3 separate regions of the Mus musculus genome follow, and all the other regions are linked to region 1. The links are chromatin contacts, called in public Hi-C and HiChIP or PLAC-seq maps. All regions are on one chromosome and are shown on one strand. Each heading gives the region's core, a stretch centred on a gene start, on an enhancer-like site or on the middle of the called end of the contact. The rest is flanking DNA. Distances are from core to core; before and after follow the strand shown. Region 1 overlaps Fer (fer (fms/fps related) protein kinase). Region 2 has its middle 180 kb from the start of Fbxl17. Region 3 has its middle 33 kb from the start of Mir6420.

What was found. HiChIP or PLAC-seq counts read pairs in DNA pulled down with a chosen protein or histone mark. Hi-C and Micro-C count contacts between places; a contact is called where the count stands out from the background.
Region 2: a contact with region 1 is called in a CTCF HiChIP or PLAC-seq map of the NIH/3T3 cell line, with 9 read pairs. The contact joins two enhancer-like sites.
Region 3: a Hi-C map of adipose-derived mesenchymal stem cells shows a contact between it and region 1, with 2.0 times the contacts expected there. The contact joins two enhancer-like sites. A contact is called at or near these places in 2 of 484 Hi-C or Micro-C datasets (adipose-derived mesenchymal stem cells and nephron progenitors).

What each region holds. Positions count from the first base shown.
Region 1 is chr17:64,091,137-64,095,840 of GRCm38.p6, forward strand. All of the region lies in intron 16 of Fer (fer (fms/fps related) protein kinase), which reads left to right. Among named protein-coding and RNA genes, the nearest start is that of Gm46590, 40 kb to the right of the region's middle. Within about 2 kb of position 2,780, at least 37 of the 459 cell types and tissues checked have an H3K27ac peak or open chromatin away from gene starts, as enhancers often do. A contact at or near this core is called in the NIH/3T3 cell line and adipose-derived mesenchymal stem cells, where this site is marked.
Region 2 is chr17:63,676,507-63,681,210 of GRCm38.p6, forward strand. No RefSeq gene overlaps it. Among named protein-coding and RNA genes, the nearest start is that of Fbxl17, 180 kb to the left of the region's middle. Within about 2 kb of position 1,930, at least 51 of the 459 cell types and tissues checked have an H3K27ac peak or open chromatin away from gene starts, as enhancers often do. A contact at or near this core is called in the NIH/3T3 cell line, where this site is marked.
Region 3 is chr17:64,405,538-64,410,241 of GRCm38.p6, forward strand. No RefSeq gene overlaps it. Among named protein-coding and RNA genes, the nearest start is that of Mir6420, 33 kb to the right of the region's middle. Within about 2 kb of position 2,229, at least 63 of the 459 cell types and tissues checked have an H3K27ac peak or open chromatin away from gene starts, as enhancers often do. A contact at or near this core is called in adipose-derived mesenchymal stem cells, where this site is marked.

The DNA.
Region 1 (4,704 bases), core at 1,530-4,029:
AGAAATAACTGAGAAAAATGAATAAAGACTTGACACCATAATCACAGTTAAGATAGATCTGCCAGATGATCATGGTGACACATAGATGGAATCCCATTACTTGAGAGGCTGACTCCGGAATATGAAGAGTTTAAAACCAGCTTGAACCACATAGTAGGGCTCTTCATCAAGTGTGTACTGAATATTTAATGAAGGTTCATATCATTTCATGGGTTTTAACCTTTTTCTTCACATACTGTGATTATTAAGATGAATGTTCACCCCTCCCGAAGGCACTTTGGTATGTGCTTGAGCTAATGCTCTAGTGCTGTGATGGGCAGCATGACCAGGGCAACTCTTGTAAAAGAAAGCATCTAATAGCAAGCTTTTGGACAGCTTCAGGCTTAGTCCATTATCACTGTGACCAGGGAACATGGTGACAGGCAGGCATGGTGCTGGAAAAGTAGCTTAGAGTTACATCGTGACCTGCCAGCACAGAGAGAAGATGTAGCCTGGCATGGGCTTTTGGAACCTCAAAGCCCACTCCTAGTGACATACTTCCTCCAACAAGGCCACATCTCCTAATCCTTCTAATCCTACAGAAGAGTTAAACATTCTTTGGTGACTAAGCATTCAAATATATGAACCTGTCGGGCCCTTATTATTCAAACCACTGCAGCATTTCTCCCTCAAAGCACTACCCTGCTGCACTGAACACACTGGCATAGTGTTCCCTCTGTTAATCCCTCAATAGCTTCCTTTAACCACATCCAAAGCTGAAACAGTATGAATCATATATATAACTTAAAAGTTTATAAATGGCCACCTTAAAATGCATAAATAAGCAGGTAAGGTTAATTTTAATAGCTCACTGTCAGTGTATGAATTTTTATCAGGAATATTTTCTCATTCTGCTTCCTGTCTCTGGTGTGACTGATAGCTAATGTCTGTTTGCTGAGAGGAGTGTAAGAAAGATGAAGATGAGTTACCAAAAAAAATTGTACTAAATTAGTCTCTTGAAATGTGATGTGTTAAATCTCACAAAGTGGGATTTGTAGTTCTATGGCCTTTAGCGGTAGAATAGGAACCCTCGGGTCTCTTTGTCTTTAGATGTAGCCATCCATCCAGAATGGCTGACTGCTGGCTTTCTTTTTAAAGATCTCTAAGGACTGTGGATTCAGAAGCCTGACTTAATATAACCTTGTTCGGTACTGAATAAATCTGATAGCTACAGATTTCTTCCCTGGCAGTGTTAATAATCCCTTGCTGTAACATAAGACTTCTCCACTGTGTCCTCCAGTGGACAGACAACAGTTGGTAAGCATTAATCAAATGGTATGCATTAGCAGTAACTTGTAATAATTCTTGTATAATTCTTTGAATTATATAATATTTAAATTTCTATATCATAACATATTTAAAGTTTCTTTATAAAAGAAAGTAGGAGGTCAGTAATGTGTTTGCTCTTCAAGCTTGTTAGATGTTCTGCCATCTATATGATGTTATAAATAACAGTAAGGGAACTTTTAGTCTGTCAGGAATCACTGAGAGGCCTTAGTTGCTAAAAGCAACTTATATGCTCTTAGTTTAGCTTTACTTTAGGCAGTACTTAAGAACTTGGTGAGCCTTCCTCCTCATGTCACTCCTGCCGCTTGCTTGAGTGCCCAGCTGTATGCACTGAGACAGCTCTGCTGCAAGAACAGCTGGAATTCAGGTTGTGTCTGTTGGGCAGCATCTTCTGTTTTCAGTGTGCTGCCAATGTCATAACATTGTTTCAAGAATTACCTGAAACAAATGTGCCTAAAGTATGTGTGGGCAGGGAGTATCTGGGATTAGTATAGCTGTTACTGTGATTGCCACTTCAAGCCTTCTCTGAACAATGAACCTAAGGTGGCACTGTCAACATCCAGAGCCAAGAGCTGGGCTCTTCAGAAACTTAAAAATTAGTGAAGACGCAGAGCTTAAAGTTATCAGCTGATACCAAGTGAAATGCTGCATTTGGTATTATGGAATGTGGCACCTCTGACCTTGCCCAGAGGAAAGATACAACCAAGCAAGGAATGTTTTGTAAAGGAGACAAAGCTACTAACTCAACAGGAAGACGTTTATTTATTGATCATTTTCTTCAGCTCTTGCATGCTTATCGCATGGCAGTTGCTCTTCCAGGAGGTGGGAGATTAGTCAGTAGCAGAAGGGAAATGCCTGCCTCACATTGTTCTTTATCCCGGTGGAGTCACGATCCTGTGGGCTGCAAGGGCAGGTTAGAAGAGTACCAGAAGCTGGTGGAGCCAGGGCAAGGAAGTCAACTTTCCTTAGGCCCCCGAGGATGCCAGACCACAAGACAAAGCCTAGCTGCCCCCTTTCTTAGACAGAAGTCCCTGGAGTCCACCCAAGGTGACGTTGTCATCCCAACAGCCTCAGTGAGTACATGGTGCAGAGGTGCATTGACTGATGACAAGGGAGAATCTGCATCCCTACTACACAACCTGCCTACCTCATGTGCAGAGGGTATGGACGTCTTTGCTGGAAAGGAAGGTTTTTTCTCTTGGAAATAGATTGTTAATTTGCAGTTGACAATACAAGAGAAGTTGGTACTCCCCTGGCCTTCTTTTCAGAGTCTTCCTCTTAAGTAGAGAAAGGTATTATTATGACGATGTATAAACAGTGCTCAGGATTTGATAGTGTGATTCACAGAACAAAAGCTACCATCTTAATTCTGACAAGTCAACATCAGCCACAGCAATGCCAAGTAACAGCATGACCCCTTTTATATTGTTTGTTGAGGTTGAGTGACTAAGTCCAAAAAGCTATGTCTCACCAATTTCAAGTGGCTCAGACTCAGAGTGAGTCAGAGACCGTGGGTGTCATTGATGGAGGTGGGATCTTGGATGGGAGCAGAGCAAGGGAAACAAAATTGACTTGGGACCATGAGCTACAGACTCTTAATAATTCATTTTACAAACTGAGAAGAGTACTGTAGAGCTATTCTTCAGAGTTACTTAGGACAGTTCTATGCCAAACCTGTCTTAGCCTTTTTTAAAAAATAAGATTCATTCATTTATGTATATAGGTGTTCTGCCTGCATGTACATTTGCACACCAGAAGAGGATGTCAGATCCCATGGTGACAGATGAGTGTGAGCCACCATACAGATGCTGGGAATCTAAAGTGCAGAAGAGTGCTCTTAGCAGTTGAGCCATCTCTCTAGCCTGATTAGCTCTTTCTATGATTCCTCACCACTGGGACTCATTCCTTCATCTATCTTCTGCATTTCAGCTTCTACTTTCCCTCTGGGAAACAATCTGCACGCAATTGTGGTTAAAGGGTGTGCAGGACTCTGGTGCTCTGCTGTGTGGCCTGGGCCATCCCCTCCTCCCACAAACCTTCCTAAGCTGAAACTAGAAAAGAACAACTTTATAAGAGAATGTTTTAAAGTGAAAGCACACACATTTTAAGAAGAATATTCTAATTCTGACTTTCCTCCTATGTTTTGGAAATTTCTTGAAAGACAACAACACATTTGTATCACATGTAAAGCAATTAGGGAATGTTTCATTATTGTCAGAGGCATTTTCTTCAGGAAAATAATCCTAAGAATAATGATAGAGTTGAATTGAGCTGGTTAGAGCTTATAGTTTATTTTCATGAACAGATTGTCATCTGATTCTGACAGTAGCCAAGGGAAGCAATTATCACCATTTCCTATGTGAAAGAATACAATTTTAGTGAGAATACATGTGTTTCTGGGCTTTGACCTAGGCTTTCTATCCTCAGGTATGATCCACCCCCCTTTTCCATTTTAATCGTGTTTATGTATTTCATATATCACAATTCTATTTTGGTAATACTGGAAACACATAGGTCTTTAGACCAAGCTTTAACTCAGTTACCACTGTGACATTTGTCTGATACATTCTCAAGAACTTATTATTGTATAATAATTTTGACATCAATATGAAAGTAAAGAAGAATCCTAATATATTTTCAGGTAGTTGGGGCCGTACAACCCAAACTTAATGTTGCAACTTAAACTACTATTTTTCAAAGTCTTCATGTCCTTGGAAACAAATTTTATGTTGTTTTGATTGTGTTTTTTATGAGCAGATCGCCTAGTCTGCTCACTAGGCTCTAGTGAGGGTTTGTAAAGGAAAGATAGAGAAGGAAACCACCAACAGAGACTATGTTTTGTAGGGATGGCTTCTACACAAAAGAATTGCCCATGCCACTTTCAAGACTTTGTGTCTGTGTGTGTCTCTGTGTGTGTGTGTCTGTGTATGTGTGTGTGTGTATATGTGTCTGCCTGTGTGGCTATCTGTGTCTATGTATGTGGGTGTCTATGTGTGTGTGTCTGTGTGTGTGTGTGTGTGTGTGTGTGTGTGTGTGTGTGTGTGTGTGTGTGTGTAGCAAAGGCTGGTCTTTCCCAGCATGGTTATCCGCCAGTGTACCCATACACCTCCCAGTGGATGCTTTCCCTGGGATGTCCTGGAGTTGTCCTGAGGAGTCTGCATGCTGGCCTCTTTCTCTGCACACATCTCTAAAGCCTCTCCTAAGTTGCCACCCTTGGCCTAGCTTTTGGGAAAGGATTAGAGTTAGGATGAGGCTGAGTTCCAACTGGAAAGAATAGAGAGCCCTGGGGGTGGGGACCACAAAATTGTCTGGGGTGAAACCTAGTTCATGAACCCCAATGATGTAATGAGCATCCCATCCACAGAAGGAAGGACTCAT
Region 2 (4,704 bases), core at 680-3,179, 420 kb before region 1:
GAAGGGTGAGTGTCAGTGGAACTAGGTTAGGCAGACTGGGGAGACAGTTAGGAGGACTTGGAGGGCGCTTAGAAGGGATACAAAAGCAGAGGAGGGCCCCAATAGGGAGACCAAGGTTTCTGGCACCTAGTACACAGTGTCATGTCAACCTTCATTACACCTGAGTTGTGACAGGAAATTTTGATCATTACCTTCAGTCATCTCAGTGGGATAATAGAGAGTGAGGTTGTTCTACCCCTATGCGGTTTCTGTAAATGCCACCAGCAGTGAGCCCAGAAATGTTCAATGGCACTAAATTATATTTTCTGCTTTCCAATTCTCTAAGGGAAAAAGGCTAGACCCCTAACCCTCCCTAGTCAACATACTCACCGAGCCGAGCCACAGGAGCCTTACCTCTGTGAGCAGCACAATGTGGCTCAGCTGATCATGACAAGGAAGCTAAGAGAACCTGCTCCACAGGTCGCTCACTTGCTCTCTACCGACCACAGAAAGTGCTCTGGTACCGCACTTCCCTACTGCAGGGATGGTTGCCCCTGATTTACAGTCTCTGAGGGCCGCTCCAGCTTGCTTTCATCATGGTTGCCCCAAATCACAGCTTCAAAAGCTGGTCAAAGAAGCGTCTAGAGAATCGTCTTCTGGGTAGACTGTTACAACTCTTCAGATCCTACTCTGCTTTGCTGTGGAGTGGAAGTGGAGCGCAGGCACCAGAATAAAAGCTACTTTGGGGCCTGCAAGGTGGCTCCGTGGGTAAAAGCACTCACTGCCAAGGCAGCTGGCCAGAGTTCAATTCCCAGGATCCACGCTATGGAAGGAGAAAAGTGGACTGCCATAAACTGTCCTCTGAACTCCCACACACTCGCCCGCATCCAACACATGCACACAAATAATAAACAAACAAATAAATAAACAAATAAATAAATAAACTTAATGTTAAATTAAAAAAAAAACCATTACCATTGTTAGGAGTTGATTGACACCTTGAAAATTCAACAATGGAGAGTAATCAATGCTTTGCTTCTGATACTTAAATCCTGCTCCAAGCACTGCCTAGATTGTCTCACTAGACTCAGATCTGTGTACCCGTCTCATGTGTTCTAGCGCAACACTTGACTAGAGTATTGTCCAACCAAACAGTTGGCCTCAGTGTACTCCAGAAATATTTCCTGGGAAGTTTCATTCACTTTATTTTGTTCAGATCAAGGCCAAGCACGCTAACCCCTCTTAAACACTGGTGACTTGTCCTGCTGTGATTTTATGTCCCACCTTGATCATGCCATTTGGGGTCCCTCCCCTTCTCACAGGGATCTCTTAAGAGGACTTGGTGGACAGCACAAAAGATGACATTTACTCATTATAAATGTACATTGTAGTTCTTACTGCAGTCAAGTGCCTGTGACAATAATGCCTTAAACTGATTCATGATACATGCCACTAACATGTTCTTCATATTTGTATTACGTATGAAAACATCAAACACTATCTGGGAGATTTTGTTTCTATTCCCTCTTTTTTATTTTTATTTTTCAGTTGTCTGGTGAAGCATGTTCCCCATCCTGCTGTGATATTCTCCCCTGTCCACCCAAGATCCTCTGTTTATTTGTCCTCTCAATCCTTAGGAATTTGGAGACAGGAAGCTTGCTACAGGAGATAGAAGCCACGGGGTATCTACAGTGGTTATTTTTCTTCTTATGAGTGGAATGAAGTTGGGTCTTATCTCTCTGAAGGAACTCATAAATCTCTGGATACAATGAGCTCTAGTCTGGGAAATAAACCAAAAATTTTAATTTGGACTTTTTAAATGCTGCACTTCAGTGGTCCAAAGAAAATAACGAGTCACATATTTTCAAATACTGTAATGTGATTTATATACACCATTGTAATCTGGACACAGACTCAAGACACATGCAATCCCTCTGCTCCCTGGAGGCCCTTAGTGATGACATCACTTGCTAAAAAGTTGACAGGGAGAATCTCGAAGAATGTAGTGGAAAACCCCCAGCTGCATCTGCAATTGGTTATGAAACTCACAAAGATCAGATGTTTGTTATACTAGGAAAGATGACTACATCTTTGTGGGATTTGAGAGACTCTCTTGCTGTTACCACAAAAGATGTTAGGTCCTGCTCTGTCTACTTAAAGGCCCAGACTTTGAAATTTAGTAACAAGGGTCTAAGCTTGGGGACTTACCACTACCTTTCTGGCAAGAGTAGGGGCTAAAGTATATAGTGATAAAGGGGAAAATCCTACCCCTTGCCGCTAACCAACTCCCTTCACTCTCACAGTGAAGAGATTAGTGAAACTGAAGAAGATCTGTTCAAAGCAGATTTCGGCAGGCAGGCCATCTATGGAGACCATACAGCATAGAGAGAAGATCCCTATGTGCTGTTGTTCCCTGTGTTGGGTCTAGAGCCTTGACCACTATGTGCATTGAGAACCTGGGAAAGTTTCAAGAGGTGCCAGGGGTGCCAGAGAGAATGGCCTCGTCCCTCACTGGATGTTTTGTTCTGGAGAGCTGGCTCCATCTCTCATTGCTGGCGGCTCTCGGGAGAATGGGCCCTGAGCCTCGCCAGTCAGCACAGTAGAGCTGGCCCTGGTGGAGGGATTGCAGGTGAACCAGCCCCAAGGGTGAGGGCACTTGTCTGCGGTGAGATGGCATGGGTGCGTTGTGATGCTCTTTCCCCTCCCCCTCACCGTGACCTGTAGTAACTGGGAGGGCTGGCCCCGGGGTCACTAGAGAGGACGTCTATCCAGCGCTGCCCCATCACTGGCTGTGGGACTTGGGAGAGTGGGCCCTGCACAGATGACGGACAGGCCCAGCTGGATTAACCCTTGTACTTTGAGAAGGTTGAATGTTAGGCGTCCACCTGAAGATAAGGGCAGATTTTTGAGCAGGAGAAATGAGCTCTCCCTAATGGAACTGTTCAAGGTTACCTTAACAGTCCCCTTCTGAAAAGATAACTCTAGTACCATCTATGAAGTAGACTGAACTTGGGGAATAGATATATTTCTACTTGAAAATCCAGGGATTGATTCCTGAAGCTGTTCACCAGAAGGGACTAGTATGAAATTGGAGTTTCCATCAAACCTTCATGTATAGTCCCCAGGTAAGTATGCTAACTTTGAAGGATTTAAAAATATTTAAAAAGAACCAATCCCTCCACTCCCCAGACTAGTGCTTTTCTTGCCAACTGAGGCTATAGGTACAGAGAACCTATTATTTACTTTATGGAAGCCCAACTTGTCAATAAAAAAGACTATGGCCAATGAGCTGAGACAGGAAATAGGAGATGGAACATGAGAGAGAGAGAGAGAGAGAGAGAGAGAGAGAGAGAGAGAGAAGGGGGAGGGGAGGGGGGAGAGGGTGGAGGGGGAGAGGGAGGGGAGAGAGATTTGGCTAAAACTCTGAGGAGGAGATGGTCACATAAACCTGAGGATCAAGGAACACTGCAAATTTTGCTTGCTCTAAATAACCTGATTCTCACTTTTGGATGAAATGGACTTCAGAAATTCAATTTTGAAAACCAGGTGGGAATATTTACTATTTCATCAGTTTGGTCCTTTCTTCACTCTGAAAATATTAGCCTACTACAGTTTTCTTTTTGCATTGCCTAGCATGGTTGTGCTATACTAGTTAATAAATGATTAAATATGGTATATTTAACAGTTTATTTAATAGCTTATTAAATACACTATATTTAGCAATATCATTACATATAAGTATATTATATACACTATATCAAATATACTATTAAATATAAGTATATAATATTACATGTTATATTTAATATATTATTAAACATAAGTACATAGGTAATATATTAAGTATGTAAGTATATAAAAAATACTATATTTGATAAACTATTAAAGTTATATAACCTTGTAACTTTAAATCTTTTGGCTTCCTCAGACCCACAGAATCAGGGCCCTTTCAGTTCTGCGTTTATCTTGCAGTGGCCCCTCTCCCTTCATCTCTTACCTACATGGACATTGCCGTTTTCACTTTTGAAAAGTCCAGTGTTCTTCATCAGTTTTTTTCTTTTTCTGTTCTGAATCTGGTCCAGCCAGTTAGAGATGGCCACAGATTCTTCACATCCTTCCCTTTTCAAAGGTGAGACCTGTTCTTGTTCCTTCTGAGCCTGTTGCTGTGTTAGCCAATAAGATGCAAGAGACACAGTGCATCACTGGTTTCCAGAGCAAGAAAGTAGCTGATAGCACTTTATATCTCGGCAAATACTCAGAGCCTTGGCCCACCATATTTACAGCCCAATTACTCTGTAGAAAATAGAGTAATGGAGGAAAAACGAGCTTGTCTAAGCCTTGACAAGAAGTTGGACCTCTAAATGAAATCACTATGAATTCCCCAAGCCCACTCATCCTCCAGCTGGACGCCCCTGAATAACCCCACTGACACAGCAGAATTGCCTATCTGTGCCCTTCCTGACCCCCTGACTTCTTTATTATCAGGTGTAATTAAACTGGCTGCTGTTTTAAGCCAGTTTTGAGGGGAATTTATCGCATAGCAGTTAGTGGGTACTCGTGGATATTGCTGTCCTTGTTTCTTTGTCCCTACCGTTCATCTTTGCCCATTTCTCTGTGATAGCCCAATGGTATCTACATCATGGATCTCACCCAAATATTATATACCGTGAAGCTGGTGGTCCAAAGAACCATACAGAAAGTTAACTTCCAGACAAATTGCTTAAT
Region 3 (4,704 bases), core at 979-3,478, 310 kb after region 1:
ATGAGTATAGCAGACTATCATGAGGAATCGTTTTAACACTATCATCTATCTATATATTACATATATACATTAGACAGAGAGAAGGGGGAGGAGGGAAAAGAGAGACACACAGAGAGAAAGACAGAGAGGAGGGTACGGTAGTATTTGGGTTGTCCCTAGGTCCCTGGGCTATCTAGTTTCAGGCTCTTGGTCACCCAAGCAGTATTGGGTATGGCTTCCTAATTGTGGAGTGGGTCTTAAGTCAAGTCAACTTATGAGTTGGTTACTTCCATAAGCTTTGTGCCACCACTGCCCTGGCAAATCTTGCAAGGTGGTCAAAGGCTTGGTGTTTTTTACGTTTCTCTTTTGGTAGCATGCAGAGTATCTTCCTGTACCAAAGACGCTGGAACACAGGGGTAGGGGCTCTATGTAGACAACACCGTCTCGACTTCTCCACATTCAGTGAGTTGTGCGAGTGCTACCTTCAGCAGTGGGGCCTTGCTGTCAGTTGTGGAGAGCACAGATTTTTTTTCCCCAGTTGGTATTGGAGCCAGAGTTTCCTAGGCAGTTGTAATTGAACATCAGAAGCTACATTCCAGGCAGATCATGGCTTTTTTTTTTTTTTTTCAATATATGCAGTATATCCTCTCCACTTTGACTAATTTAAAATATAAGAGTTAGAGTTGAGATTTTGAAAAGTAAAACTGACCTCAAGGTTCTGTCATTCAGTAACTGGCCCTGTGGGTGAGACACAGAATCAGGTGGAGACACCCAGTTCTGCTGTTTCAGTCAAATGGGATAAGGCATGTGGAAATATTTTTGTCAGGGTGCTATGTATAGTTCAAGATTATTGTCACTTGACTCTTCTACATAAGCTTGTGTTGAGCCTCTCACATCGGGAAGAAAACATCTCTCATGCAAATGCTATCTTAAATTACAGGAGTAGCTAGCTTAGCTTAAAACTTTCAGAAAATAGTGTTCGCTTTTATATTATATTATATTATATTTTATTTTATTTTAAAGTGTGTATGTCTTCAGGTGTCCATAGATTCTAGAGGCTTTAGACCCTCCGGAAACTGGAGGTACAGGGGGTTTTGAACCACCCAAGTGATGCTGGCAACTGAACTCAGGTTCTCTGGAAGAGCAGAACAGATCCTGATCTTAATCTCTGAGCCATCTCTCCAGCCCCAACATTGATTATTATTTCTCATTAATTATTATTTTTACAGGTATGATGATCCTTTTTAAATACCATTTCATTAAAAAAAAAAAAAAAAAAAAAACAACCTTCATTTACTCTGTTTTACTTCCATAGGCCAAGCATGTGCCCTGGCAGTCGTTTCTTTTTGTTTCCTGTTTCTGGGCCCTCCCTTCATCCCTGTTCCCCAAGTGACTCTTCCCTTCCTTCTGCATGTACCATGCACCAACCATATGGAGTCTCACAAATAAATCCTCTGAATTAAGAGAAACTTTGTCAGGGATTCTTTAGTTGCACCCTAGGGACGATGACTGGGATTTTACGGCTTGGGTTTCCCTTTAAGAGCATTGCTATAAAAGAAAATGGTCCTGAATCATAACTTGTGCTTCTCCTCAGCTTACAGAACTCCTTCGGCAGAACGATCTCTACAGGAAGAATCTCAAATAGGCACCTAATAAAAGAAATTCAGCTCACATTAAAATACTAGAATACCAGATGGTGGAGTTTAAGCATTATTCAACTACTGTTTATCCTACCCAGAGCTCATTTTAAATTCAACATTTTTTGAGAATTATTCATGGAGCCACAGTTGTATTTCATGCAGATAACAAGCTGAGTATGGAGTGAATCACCAGAATGCACCCATCAATTCCATACTTCCTTGGTTATTGTTAATTCAGATTGCAACTATTAGTTAAAGTTGAGAGGCTTTTTGAAGCAAATCAACATCAAACAGTCGTGGGCAATAATTGGTTCAGCAATCTGTGGGGAGGGCAAATCATTAAACTTTACAGGGTGGAAGAATTCGCCAAAGGACGCAAGGCTCCATCTGCCAGAGCCCGAGCACACAACTGTTTGCTGAGTGTGTCTCTTCCTCTGTAGGAGCCTGCCCACTGAGTAGGCAGTGTTTCTTGCTTTCCTCTAATGTCTGTGGGGTAACTTTTAACCGGACGTAAAAGACAAGCTCATCTCCCACACTTCTCCATGTGAATCGCTGGGAAATCAAACACAAAAGGCGTCTCTGAGCACATCACAAGCTCCAGTGATAAGTCATGATCTCAGCATCACGGCACTTGTAGACTGCCAAGCTCCTCAGCCCGACGCCTGCCTCTGCCACACAGCTGTATTTTATTCACATCATTCTAGAGAAAAAGAAGCTCCCCTGCTTCAAGTTACTAAGGGAAATATTAGGAGACCTTTTAAAAGAACAACACCCGTGCTGTTGCTAACAGCCAGTGCTTTGACAGCTGGAAGCATTTTTCACTCCACGTTTAAAATTAATCTGAATGAAAAAGGTTGAATTCAGCGTGACACATCTTCAGTGCCTATAAAAGCTTTTATATGGAGGAAGAGAGGGCTTAAAAAAAATCTCCTTCTGATTTTGTTCTTGAACCTTCCAAATTTCGACAGCAATGGAAGTTAGAGGCTTGCTGCCACCCCGCAGCTCAGTGTGGCTGTCTACTGCTGGCACTTACTGGGTGTCAGAATGCTGTGCTGGGAAACTCACTTCCATTTATCTTTAGCACCTGCATCGACCCTGCAGAGACTCCCTAGCTCACCCATAGGGCAACACCTCAGAAAAGTTAGCAGTGCAGGCCAGAATCACAACATGGCACCACCTCACATCAGGAGTGTATTATGTTCTTCCTACTGCAACATTGGTTGCTCCCTTGGGCATAGTAGATGTGAGACCGTGTGAGGAAGTTTATAGTCACACTTTAAACTGATATTCCAGAGATGAAACCATAATATATTTTTTTCAAGACACCCAATACAAAGCATCGTCTTAGGATACATCTTGATGCCCAAACCCGCTCTCTTCCAGTTTGTGAGCTCAGCCGCAACACCAGCAGTCAGTGGTCCTCAACCTCCCTGAGGTTGTGAGCCTTTGATACAGTTCCTCGTGTTGTGGTGGCCCGCCCCCATCATAAACTCATTTTGTTGCTATTTCATAACTGCAATTTTCCCATTGTTATGAATCATGATATAAATATCTGATATGTAGGCTATCTGATATGCAACCCCTGGGGGTGGGGGTGGGGGTGGGTGGGGGAGGTTGGGACTCACAGGTTGAGAATAGCTGCCTGACAGAAATCTGTTTCCTGTAGTAAATGAAATGAGTTGATAAATCCTAAAACATTCCCATGGGAAGGCAAATGCCGATGGCTTCAATGAAAGTCTTCTAACATCCAAGGGATCCTTTCCGTGTCTTGCACTCCTCATCTGTACGGGAAATGATTACAGAATCTCATCATGGGAGGGGATGGTTCTTCATGGATGAGCCTGGCCTTTCTGTGTGCCAGGAGAGCAGAGGCCCCGATCGCCTCTATCCTACATGGTAAATAGCCTTGGAGGTTTTACAAGACACAGCTTTCCTGAATGTGAGCGAGTCTTTCCCCTGTAACGTAGCCTACTATTCTTATCCATCACTCCTTGGACTCACTGTGGTAAGTGAGGCTTGGAGATGTGCTTCAAGGAACTGTTTGCGCTCTGGTTACTTCTATGTCCCTAAGTAATAATGTCCTTTGTCTTGGACCCAAGCATCTTCACTTAGCATCCATTAAAAATAGAGGGTTAATTGATAAACTTGCAAATAGAGCAAAATATTGGCTCTGCCACAATCCTTGGTATTTCATATGGCTATAGCAATTAAATTAAAAAAAAAAAACATAGTGACCAGCCCATTGAGACTACTAGATTCATATGGGCTGTTAAAAACTATTAGTGTCCCAAATAACATCAATAATTAGTTCATCACTAACACAGTATTTTGGTACTTGGCACGAGTTAACTTTAGACTGTGTCTTTGTTTTCAAGTGATAATTTAACAGTAGTAATCCTTTGAAGGGGTCCCCATGCCACTTCAGTTGGCAGCAGTGGAGGGTGGAATAAATTCTGTAAAGATTGGGTCCATGAACCATGCATGGTAGCACATGCTTGCAATAGCAGCACTCAGAAGGCAGAGGCAAAGGATCTCCACACATTCAAGGCCAGTTCAGCCTTTAAAGCAAGAGTTAATTGAGGGCTACACAGGGAGACCTTATCCCATTAAACAAAAGCAAGCCTCAAATCCCAGTAGATTGGTGTTTCTGAATATTTTGCCTCTGTTGCTCTGGCAAGTGATATATGAATGCTCTCAAGGCAGAGCATGTCTTACAGTGTAACTTCAATACAGATTTTATCTTGTAATTCAGTGTTGAGGAAAATTATTAACCCAATCAAATAACTGGCATTCAACTGTCTGCCAAAATTTAATGACTCAAAAACGCCAAAGCCTATAGTTCTTTATGTACTTGATCAGAGGAACACCGACAATGTGATTTTAAGCCATCTGTGAGCCATATAACTCACTGATACAGAAATAAGTTAAGAAATACAAATGGTAATGCTGCTCTGATAAGTGTGGGATCCGTCTGGAATCCCGTCTGCTTCTCTTCACATCTTACCCATTTACTTAGCTCTGCACTCAACTTATTGAAAATGAGAGGCTTTCATGCTATGAATGTCAAATTGTGCCCTTTTGAGCG